Linked DNA regions of Capra hircus: region 2 is linked to region 1. A link is a contact called in public Hi-C data. All regions are on one chromosome and are shown on one strand. The core of a region is the stretch at or near the end of the contact, and the rest is flanking DNA. Distances in the headings are between cores, read along the strand shown. Region 1 has its middle 5.7 kb from the start of TRNAD-GUC. Region 2 holds the start of BIRC2 (baculoviral IAP repeat-containing protein 2).

Region 1 (5,620 bases), core at 1,536-4,035:
TAATTGCCATATGCTGCGCTTGTTGGACTCAGTCACTCAATCGTGTCTGACTCTTCACAACCCCGTGGACCATAGCCTGCCAGGCTCCTCTGTCCATGGGATTCTCTAGGCAAGAATACTGGAGTGGGTTGCCATGCCCTCCTCCAGGGGATCTTCCCAACCCTCAGACATTGAACCAAGGTCTTCCACATTGCAGGTGGATTGCAGGGGAATTCTTTACCGACTGTTGCCGTACATAGTTACACATTTCTTTTTCTTATTATTACTCTTTCATAAACCTTCAGATATGTAATTTACAGTATTGTTAACTGTATCCCCATGACATATTTTATTGTAAAATTGGAAGTTTACACACTTTGACCTCCTTTATCTACTTTCTCTCTGGCCCACCCCCTTCCTCTGGCAATCACCAATCTGTTCTCTGTGTCTGAGGGTTCAGTTTTTTTCTAATTTATGCATATAAATGAGATCATATGATATTTGTCTTTCTCTGTCTGACTTATTTCACTTTGTGGGCTGCCCCCACAGTTCATCCATATTGTCACAAATGGCAATATTCCCTTCTTTTACTTGGCCGAATAATATTCTATTGTATACACCGTCTTTATCTGTTCATCTGTTGATGGACACAGGTTGCTTCTATATCTTGGCTGTTGCAAATAATGATGCAACAAACCTGAGGAGTGCATATATATCACTTTCGAGTTAGTGTGTTCTTTTCTTCAGCTAAATAACCAGAAGTGGAGCTGCTAGATCAAACAGTAGTTCTATTTTTAATTTTTTAAAAGAAGCTCCATACTGTTTCCCATGCTGGCTGTACCACTTTGCATTTCCACCAACAGTGTACTATGGTTTCCTTTTCTCCAAATTCTTGTCAACACTTGTTATTTTCTGTCTTTTCGATTTTAGCCATCTTGACAGAAGCAAGGTGATATCTCATTGTGGTTTTGGTTTCACTTTCCTGATCATTAGTGGTATTGACCACTTTTTCATGTGCTTGTTGGCCATCTGTTTATTTTCTTTGGAAAAAATGTCTACTCAGATCTTCTGCCCATTTTTTCATCAGATTGTTTGGTTTTCCTGTTTGTTTGCTTGCTTTTGTTATTTTACTATTGAGTTGTATGAGTTCTTTATATATTTTGGATACTAACCCCTTCTCAGATATATGATTTGCAAGTATTTTCTGCATTCAATAGGTTGCCTTTTCATTTTGTTGATGGTTTCTTTTCCTGTGCAGAAGTTTTTTGGTTTGACCTAACCCTGCTTGTTTAGTTTTGCTTTTGGTGTCAGATTAAAAATATCGTCACCAAGATTTCTCTCAAGGAGTTTACTGCTTAAGTTTTCTTCTAGGAATTTTATGGTTTTAGGTCTTTCATTTGAGTCTTTAATTCATTTTGAGTTTATTTCTGTGTATGGTATTGATATGGTCCACTTTTATTCTTCTGCATATGACAGGCCAGTTTCCCAAAATTATTTGTTGAAAAGAATGTCCATACCCATTGTATATTCTTGACTCCTTTGCCATAGATTAATTGCCCACATAGGTATGGGTTTATTTTGGGGCTCTCTATTCTGTTCCATTGATCTGTGTGTCTGTTTTTATGCCAGCATCATACAGTTTCAGTTACTATAACTTTGTAACATAGTTTGAAATCATGGAATGTGATGCCTCAAGCTTGTTCTTCTTTCTCAAGATTGCTTGTGAAGGTTTATTAAGCTCAGAATGAGCCGTTCTGGGGAGAACAGAGTGGCTTCTGAGCCAGTCCATGAATGGCTACCTGAGAGAGCAGGGATAGGAAACTGACTGTTTTTACTGGGATCAAGAGGAGGGATCCTGATGAGGGCCAAGGCTTGCACTGAACTTGCCTTCAGTACCAGAAGAGGAAGCACCAGGACTTCTTATAACTTTCCCAGATGTGGGGCAAAGAGAAGGAAGTAGTGAGGCTCAACATTTGTCGGCAAACATGAAAAATGGAGTCAGATTCTCTATTATGAGAATAAAACGCCTAAAGTCTCATGTTCATTAATAGTAAAATATTTAATTTGTAGTTTATTATTTTTCCACGCGATGTTCCATAGTATAAGAAACCCATTTAAACACACTTTAAAAATAGTATATGGTCTTAGAAATTTTAAGAATTGAAGAAAGAGAAAGTACTTGACGTGCTAAGTCGCTTCAGTCATGTGCAACCCCATGGACGGCAGCCCACCAGGCTCCCCATCCCTGGGAGTCTCCAGGCAAGAACACTGGAGTGGGTTGCCATTTCCTTCTCCAATGCATGAAAGTGAAAAGTGAAAGTGAAGTTGCTCAGTCGTGTCCGACTCTTTGAGACCCCATGGACTGTAGCCTACTAGGCTCCTCCGTCCATGGTATTTCCCAGGCAAGAGTACTGGAGTGGGGTGCCATTGACGTGGTATAAAGTAGTTTAAAAAATATCATGCAAGAGGAACTTCCAAGCTGGCTCATTCAGAAGCCATTTTCCCCAACAAGTAGTGTGTGCATCTTTTCTCTATTAACAGAAAACTTCACTTTAAACAGTGAACAAGTAGTGTGCTATCTTAATTTGAGGCTTCCAAGTCTGTGATAGCTGTGCTGAATCAGCTGTGGAGGGCTACACTACTCTGTAGGGCTTGGAACTAGTCTGTGCCCTGTTAGAATGAAAGTCTCACTAGGACTGAGGCTTTCGAGTCTCTCCTGTTCACCGTCTGCTGTTACCCAGTACCTGACACTAGCAGACATCATGAAAGATACTGGATGGGTGGTTGGTAAGTTCCAGGGAGCTGCCACTGGGTGGCAGTCTTTTCTTGGGTCTGTGCGGCGCATCTCCACAGCGCTGAAACAGTCCCTACTGACGGGTGTGCCCCGACCACATCAATCACACGTGTCCAGACCTCCATGATCCTGCCCCCTCCTGGCTGAAACTTTGTCCCCCAGCCAGCCCTCAGAATGCTAGCGGTTGGAAAAGTACACAGGAATTTTTCTTTGTAATTAATCTTAGATATTATCTGTTCTGTTCCAACTCCCTAATTTTTCAAGCCAATAAAATGGGGCACAGTAAAGCCCTAAGCCTCATAGTGGAAGCACAGCCTTCACTGAACCACTATATATATGTGTGTGTGTGTGTGTGTGTGTGTGTGTGTGTGTGTGTGTGTGTGTAAGTAAGTGAGTGTTAGTCGCTCAGTTGTGCCTGACTCTTTGCAACTCCATGGACTACAGCCCACCAGGCTCCTCTGTCCATGAGATTTTCCAGCCAAGGATACTGGAGTGGGATGCCATTTACTTCTCCAGGGGATCTTCCCAACCCAGGGATCAAATCTGGGTCTCTTGCATTGCAGGCAGATTCTTTACGGACTGAACTACAAGGGAATCCCAGTATATACAAAGTATATATATATATATATATATATATATATACTTTAGTATAGTTATATATGTGTGTTTGTATGCTTTAGGACAGTTATATATATATATGTGTGTGTGTGTGTGTGTGTATAATTTAGTACAGTTCCTGGCCCACAGTAGGTGGTCAAAAAATACTTCTTCCTTTCCCCTTCTCTGTGACAGAGGTATAAAGAAAATTTTGTTTGGACCCAGAGTGAGGAGCAGTAGCTGTAAGAGTTTCCTGAGAACATTTTTAAGAATGTGACGCTGGGGATTGGAAGGACGGACGTGACTTTGGAAGTGCAGAAAGAAGAGAAAGTTCCAGGCAGAGGACAGAGCAAGCAGAGAGGAGGCAGTGGCTGAGGCAACGCAGGAGTGCTGCCCGGGGCCTCTCTAGCCCCCTTCCCTCCCAACACGGCTCACCCTGTCATTTCAGGTCTCAGCTCAAATATCCTCAGAGGGACTTCTCTGACTAGTTCTCTAGAATCACTGCTATCTACCTGCCCTCCTGTTTCTTTTCTTTCTGAGCACACTTGTTTATTTCTGCACCTCCGCAACTACAATGTGGAGAAGGAAATGGCAACCCAGTCCAGTATTCTTGCCTGGAGCATCCCAGGGATGGAGGAGCTTGGTGGGCTGGCGTCTATGGGGTCACACAGAGCTGGACACGACTGAAGCAACTCAGCAGCAACTACAATGTAAGTACACTAAGGTCAGGATTGTATCTGTCTTTTCATGGTAGCGTCACCAATCCCTAAAATAAAAGAGAGCCCTTCGTAAACACCAATGACACAGAGAAATGTACACAACACCAGTAATAGCAGTGGGTGACTTCTGCACAGCAACAACTGTCCTTTCATCACAACCTCCTGCCAGGGAGGAAGGGGTGGATTGTACCACGCAGTGGCCGTGTTCTCTGCTGTGAAGAGGAGATTCTGAGCCAACCATAGGTGAACCGCTCATGTCCCTGACTTCCTGTGGTATCAAGAAGAGGGAGAGAGGTTGCCCGAGCTTCTGGCGGGGAGGAATGTGATAGAAACAGAAAGGACACAGCCAGAGGTAGTTAAAATTTCCCTCATCCTCAAATCCACCCGTGATCATGGTCCTGCTGTAGTCTCAGATCCAGTTCTCAGAACAATAAAACCCTCTCTCGTGACATTTTCAAAGTCACAAGCAACTAAGAAAAAATTAGGAAGATTTTCCATACAAGGGAAATGTCAGATTAATTATGCCCAAAGTTCTGAACCACATCAAAAAGAAAATCTTCATCATGGTATTTAAACTGTCCACCCTAATGCGGGGAAAGATCTGGGTGCTGTCCGGTACAGGAAATGATGTTGGGAGAAGCAGTGGGCGAATTCTTCTCCAGTGCTTTCCAGTCTTAGTAAGGCCAGATTGCCTTTCTTTTGTTCCTAAATGTGCAATGCCACATCTTCTATTCTTGTTGCCAGATGGATGTGATTTAGCACAATACTGTCCCATCAGCATTTCTGTTCAAACATAAGTCAGTACAATGCCGAGCTGGAGGCTATATAAAAAGTAATTAACCACAAAGACAATTACAGTGTAAAGCAGCTGTTCAAAAATCTGAGACATTGTGAAAAGTTGCCACCTAGAAAAAAAAAGCACCTAAAATTTCCTGAAACATCTTGACCTTTATGATGAAGTTTATGTCCCAGATTGACTTCACACTATTTTAGTGGGGTGTGTGTGTGTTTTATTTATTTATTTTTTTTTGAGTTTCACAGTCTCTGCAGCTATCTGAAGAAAAGAAAAGTAAAAATACCACGAAGCTACAGATTGATGTTTATGGGGTTTTTTTTTGCTTTAAAAAAGAAGCAACCCAAACTATCTTCCCTAGGTTTCTCCTTGTTACCACTAGAAGGTGCTAGAATCAGCTCTAAACCAAAGTTCATTGTTGAGTGTTTCAAGTGTCACAAACGTGAAGAAGCCGGGCCAGCCCAAGGTAAAATGTATTGTGCTTACTTTTGAAGAATTAACTAATAGTTTGACTGGAAAAGACAGAATATAAAGGTTTGGTTTTTTGCTCAACTGGGAAAACAGTTATAAATGTTATTAGTGTTCAATTTAGAAAAGGAATACAAAGAAGAAATACATTAAAAAAGTTAAAAAAACTTATCTCTTAGTCCTTTGAATAAAGTCAGCCGAGATGTACTCTTGATCTGTTGAAATGACTCACTGACAGTGCTTCTTGAATTTTGTGTCAAGGTAAAATAT
Region 2 (5,484 bases), core at 1,070-3,569, 71 kb after region 1:
ACTCACAAAGTGTTAAAATCCCTAGATTCATATAAATAGCTGTTCCCTTTAGGGTTTTTACCCATTAGAACTTTTTTTTTTAAACAGTTTAGGTCACCACTTAATTTTATTTTTCATTAGCGTAATCACTCATTATTATTTATTGACCAGTTAAGTCCTTTTCTCAATGATATGTAATATAATACCAACGTCAGGTTCATATATATATTTCTAGGCACTGTATCTTGTTCCTTTATTTGTCCATTCTTGTGCTAACTCAGTACTATCTTTATTACTATGACTTTACTGTATAACTCATTATCTCATGGATAAGTCCCTTCAATCTTATATTCTTCAAAATTGTCTTGGATCCTGTAAATATGTTGTTGACATATATGTGAAAAATATTAGGATAGCAACCTCAGTAAAAATACACACCTTATTTTAAAAAATCACCAGCAATTCTACACTGTAAATATTAAAAAGATTAACTGAGTAAGTGGGCAACAATAAATTTAACATTCAACTACAAGGTTATGCTGGAGAAGGCAATGGCAACTCACTCCAGTATTCTTTCCTAGAGAATCTGAGGAACAGGGGAGCCTGGTGGGCGGCTGTCTATGGGGTCGCACAGAGCCGGACATGACTGAAGTGACTTAGCAGCAGCAGCACAAGGTTATACATGGTTAAAGTTATAGTTATTATACCTGAATGTTATTACACAGGTTTTTTTGGAAATGTCTATGGACTTTCAGTTTTTGAAATACGAATTTTCCCTTATACTGTTTTGGTTAGGACAAGAATTGAAAATGAGAAATAGTCTTGAATCCAGAATGAACAGTTCTTGCTATATTTATTTTCCCACACATAAAAAGAAAGTTGGGTAACTTTCAGAGAAATTGTAACTTGAACTAAATACTGAACTCATGTGCATATTTGGAAGTTTTTAGTCATTGGGAGTCACGGCATTTCTTTTCTCTGTATCACAATCTGTTATGAATACTTTCTTTTTACTACTAACACTTGAACAGAAGCCTTGCTGTTCTGTGATTGACTGGCAGGCAGAAATGACAGGGACAGGAAATGGGAAATGGTTCAGGGTTTTGGAATTCCCCCGGCTGCCTAATTAAGTAGCTTATTTGGAAGTTTTTGAAATATTTGCCCCCCCTGGGGTTCCCCTGAGAGAAGAAATCATCTGATATCATTCACAAAGAGAGTCTTCACAAAACATAAACTAAAAAATTCCCTTGCTGCAATATAGCAAATATTTACTGTATGCCACTGTGTTCACAAACTGCTAGAGAGGGGAGCAAACCAAGATTTTGCTTTTACGATTTTTATCATTTAACTATACGAACATGTCACTTAACTATATAAACGTCACTGATAAAGGCTCCTCTGTGGTTCCTTCACGACTAACATATACATGTGTATGAATGTACCCATTCATTGGAAAAGACCCTGACTGATTTTGGGATTGAGGGCAGAAGAAAAGCGCCACAGGGCATGAGACGGTTGGCTAGCATCACCAACTCAATGGACATGAACTTGGGCAAACTCTGCGGAGATGGTGAGGGACAGGCAGGCCTGCTGTGTTACAGTCCATAGGGTTGCGAAGAATCAGACACGACTTGGCGACAGAACAACAATGTATGAATGTATACATTCCATCCTAGCCACATTCAGATTAAAAAAAGGAGTGAGGCCTAGTCTGAAACGTGGTTCCTGTTGCTCGTGATGACTTTCTGAAATTAGAACACTTTCGTCAGTTATTCCGCCTCCAGGACAGAAAAACAAATGTTTAAAAATAAAAGATACAGTGTCTGATTATAAAATTTATTCTCTGATGCTGTTCTGCCGTCCAACACTTTTTTTCCATTTCCACGGCCAGCTGTCGAAGGTTGACGGTACGCAGCCGCTGAGACCGTTACAACTATTCATTTAATGGAAGCCCAAACGCCGGCAGGTTGCCTCCACCCCGGACATGGTCACCCGCGCTGACGGGAGGCCTCACTCGGAGTCGGCCCGAGCCGGACCCCGAACGCGCGACGCCGGGGAGAGGCGCTTCGCCCGAACGGGGGCGTTTCTGCAGGGCTTCCTGCGGCTCGCGCTTCGTCACGTGCCCATCAGGAGAAGGTCAGGAACGGCGAGGGAACGAAACGTCAAAAGTGCCCACGCCGCGAGATGAAAGGTCCGATTACCAAGCTGAGGCCCGGCTCGTAGCCCCCGCCAGCTGACCTATGGCCGGGCCCTCCCGCCCGCGCGCACTCCCCGAGCCGCGCCAGACTCGCACTTCCGCCCTCAGCCACCCCGGCGCCCTCGGGCTGCGTGACGTGATCCCGGCCGGCGCGCTGACGTCAGCGGGCGTCGGCGTGGGCCTCGCGCGGGCGGGGAGCCTGTGGCGCGCTGGAGCCCAGCCACCCGGCCGCCCCCTTCTGCCGGCGTCGTTGTTCAAGGGGCCGAGGAGGCTCCGGGAGGCTAAGCCGTTTCCGCGTTTGCTGCGTCGGCCTTGCGGTGAGTGCAGCTCCTTCCGGGCCCCGCGGTGCGAGGCGGCTGGGGGCGCGCGGGCCTGTGGGGCTTGGGAGGATTGGGATGACAGGGCCGGGGCCCATCGACCGGGAGCTAGGGGGTCGCAGCGAGCTCTCCGGTCTCCTCTTGCAGATTCTGTTTCATTCGGAAGCCCCAACTCCAAAAGTTGCAGTCGAAAGTAAATTTTTTAAATTGACCTGCTGGCAAGCCTCCGCTGGCCGCCGCCCACTTTTGTGGCCATTGGACTCAGCCCAAGATGTTGGTCAAGCTTCTGCAGGGTTTTAAACTTAGCCCTCGGTGGTGTTTTGTTTAGTGTGTTCGAAGGAGAACAGTCGGTGGGAGCGGGGTCTCCTGTTTCAGATCGCTCCAGCCGCGCTCTGCCACTTTCGTGGTCCACTGTGTTGTGAGAAATAGCGCTGGGAAATTAAAACTCCGGTTTCCCTTCTTTTCCCTTGCAGTCTGTCTCTCGGCCTCAACCCCCGAAGCCGCAAGTTTGCTTTAAGAGGGCAAACCACTGTAGGGTGGCGGTGGACAAAAGTCTTTTAAGACAGAACGCCAAGTTCTGGTATAACAGAAGCTTTCTTGCAAGGGGTCGCATTCCCAAGGCCAGTGTTTCACAGAGCCGTTGTGGGGTGTGTTGTTTTTGAGCTACTTTCTGTGGCTGCTCCTTTGGATTGTAAGGGCGTTGTAGGGCGTTGTAGAGTTAAAAGGGTCATCATGTATTAACGAGTTCCTGACACATTTTACTCTCACTGGTGAGTTTTCCGAGTTCTGGAGAAACTTGATATTAAAGAATAAAGAACATTGTGAGCGCGCACTCGTGTCCGATTCTTTGCGACCCCAGAGGCTGTAGCCCGCTAAGCTGCTCTGTCCATGGAATTTTCCAGGCAATACTGGAATGGGTTGTGTGTATTAAATCGCCTAAATAACTGCTGCACTGTTGCTGATGGGTGCCCTCTCTTTCAGCACTAGTGCCCCTTTGCCTCTAGCAAACTGCCAGAGATATTATCCTTAAAGTATGTATTAAAGTTGTCACCAGAGGAAGAGAGGAGACCAAGAACAAAATAGGTTTCTGTGTCCATCTTTCTTCAAAGTTGTACGTTAAAAGAAATGCATATTTAATGCTATGGGCAATATATTGCATTTATTTTGATAAAGAGATTTTCTAATTAGTTTTGGTGACAAATTGCTGAAATTTAAGATGTATTATCTAAAGTAAATCGCTTTTAGAATTTATTGAATAAGTTGAAAGGAATATATAAATTGTATTCACGGTGAAAATGCAGTTTTCTAAAATAGCCTTTGTTTTTCCTTTTCAGATTTACAGCCCTGAAGATCTACATTTTTCCCCCTCACTTTTTCCCCTGCAGTAATAAATCCCATTATGGACACCCAGAAACTTTATAAAGGGATATAGTTTGAATTCTGCAGAGTGTAATTTTGTGTATGACTTATACTTTTAAAATATGAAGGGTTTTCAGAAACAAGGCTGCTGCTGCTAGTAGAATTAGTGGCATATTATGCATGAGCAGTGTTGGTGGTAGAGTATCTTGTTAGGCATTTGTGATAATACTAGAACAGTCAAGCTGTATCTTGATAAACTTGATTTACCTTTAAAAACAAAATGAGTGATATTATAGGTGCATGATTCTTAAATGAAAGACAAATTATGTAAAAAGGTTCTGCTGTAGAAACTTTATGATTAACTAGTTAAGTTTATGGAGACAATACCTTCAGTTGACCAAATATAATAAAGTGGTATGCAAAGTTAGGAAGAAAGACAACATAATATTAATGGTGCAGAAAATGAAAACAAATATAGACAGTATTAACAAAGATGAGTTAGCAGCTGGTGAGTTTTAACATCGTGCACAGTATAACAGATTTAGGTTCAGCAATGCTTGTAAGTGTTGACATCCTCCAAAATTGTTAACTGAAGCTACTTTAACTTTCTTAAGTAAATACTATGATGATAAGCTATGTGAAATTAGCCTTTAGATAATGTGACCATATGAAGACTTATTGTTTACTAGAATAAAAGATTTTTTTATAAAAAATATACTAAAGTGCTTGGAGGGAAAGAAGTCTGCATATAGTTTTTTTCTCTTGTAGGATGGCCATTAATTGGCTTGATATCCAGGCTTTGTAATTTGTAACCAAAAGCAAATAAAAGGCATAAGTATTGTGTCTTTGTTTAGAATTTTGGGAATATAAACTTCCTTGAAAAATCAAGGAGTGTTATATTTTCAAAAGTGTCTCAACTTCTTTCAGTCTGTTTAGTATTATACCAAATAGTGAACAGAGATAGCACTTGAGTTAATATAGTCCTAAAGAGTATTAAATAGTATTTTGATAATATAGGAGAGAGAGTCATCCTACCTGAGTGTAAATTCAGATGTAAATCCAGTAAAGAAGGTGTAGTGAATTTTATGTAAGTAGGAGCCTATCGTTTGATTCTTTTTTATGGTAAAAAAAAAAAAATCTAATGTGAAGAGAAGAAAAATTTCATGTAAAGGATTTTTGCTGTCAAAAAGTAAAAATCACTCATGCACAAAACTACCTCCCAAAGACTTGTCCTGGATCCCTCATATCGAAAAATTAAGAGTGTGATGGAAGATAGCACAGTCTTGTCAAATTGGACAAGTGGCAACAAACAAAAAATGACATACGACTTTTCATGTGAGCTCTACCGAATGTCTACATATTCAACTTTCCCCACCGGTGTTCCTGTCTCAGAAAGGAGTCTTGCTCGTGCTGGTTTTTATTACACTGGTGTGAATGACAAGGTCAAATGCTTCTGTTGTGGCCTGATGCTGGATAACTGGAAACAAGGAGACAATCCTATTGAGAAGCATAAACAACTGTATCCGAGCTGTAGCTTTGTTCAGAATCTAGTTTCTGTTACTAGTCTGGAATCTACTTCTAAGAATGCTTCTTCTCCAATGAGAAACAGTTTTACTCACTCATTATCACCCA

What was found. A called contact is a pair of places that touch in the nucleus more often than the background predicts.
Region 2: a Hi-C map of blood shows a contact between it and region 1, with 4 times the contacts expected there. The contact joins the promoter of BIRC2 here to the enhancer-like site in region 1. A contact is called at or near these places in 2 of 5 Hi-C or Micro-C datasets (both in blood).

What each region holds. Positions count from the first base shown.
Region 1 is chr15:76,030,861-76,036,480 of ARS1.2, forward strand. No RefSeq gene overlaps it. Among named protein-coding and RNA genes, the nearest start is that of TRNAD-GUC, 5.7 kb to the left of the region's middle. Within about 2 kb of position 2,786, at least 1 of the 5 cell types and tissues checked has an H3K27ac peak or open chromatin away from gene starts, as enhancers often do.
Region 2 is chr15:76,102,312-76,107,795 of ARS1.2, forward strand. BIRC2 (baculoviral IAP repeat-containing protein 2) reads left to right here and starts at 2,320. Exons shown (of 8, transcript XM_018059895.1): 1 at 2,320-2,493; 2 at 3,828-5,484. The coding sequence starts at 5,055.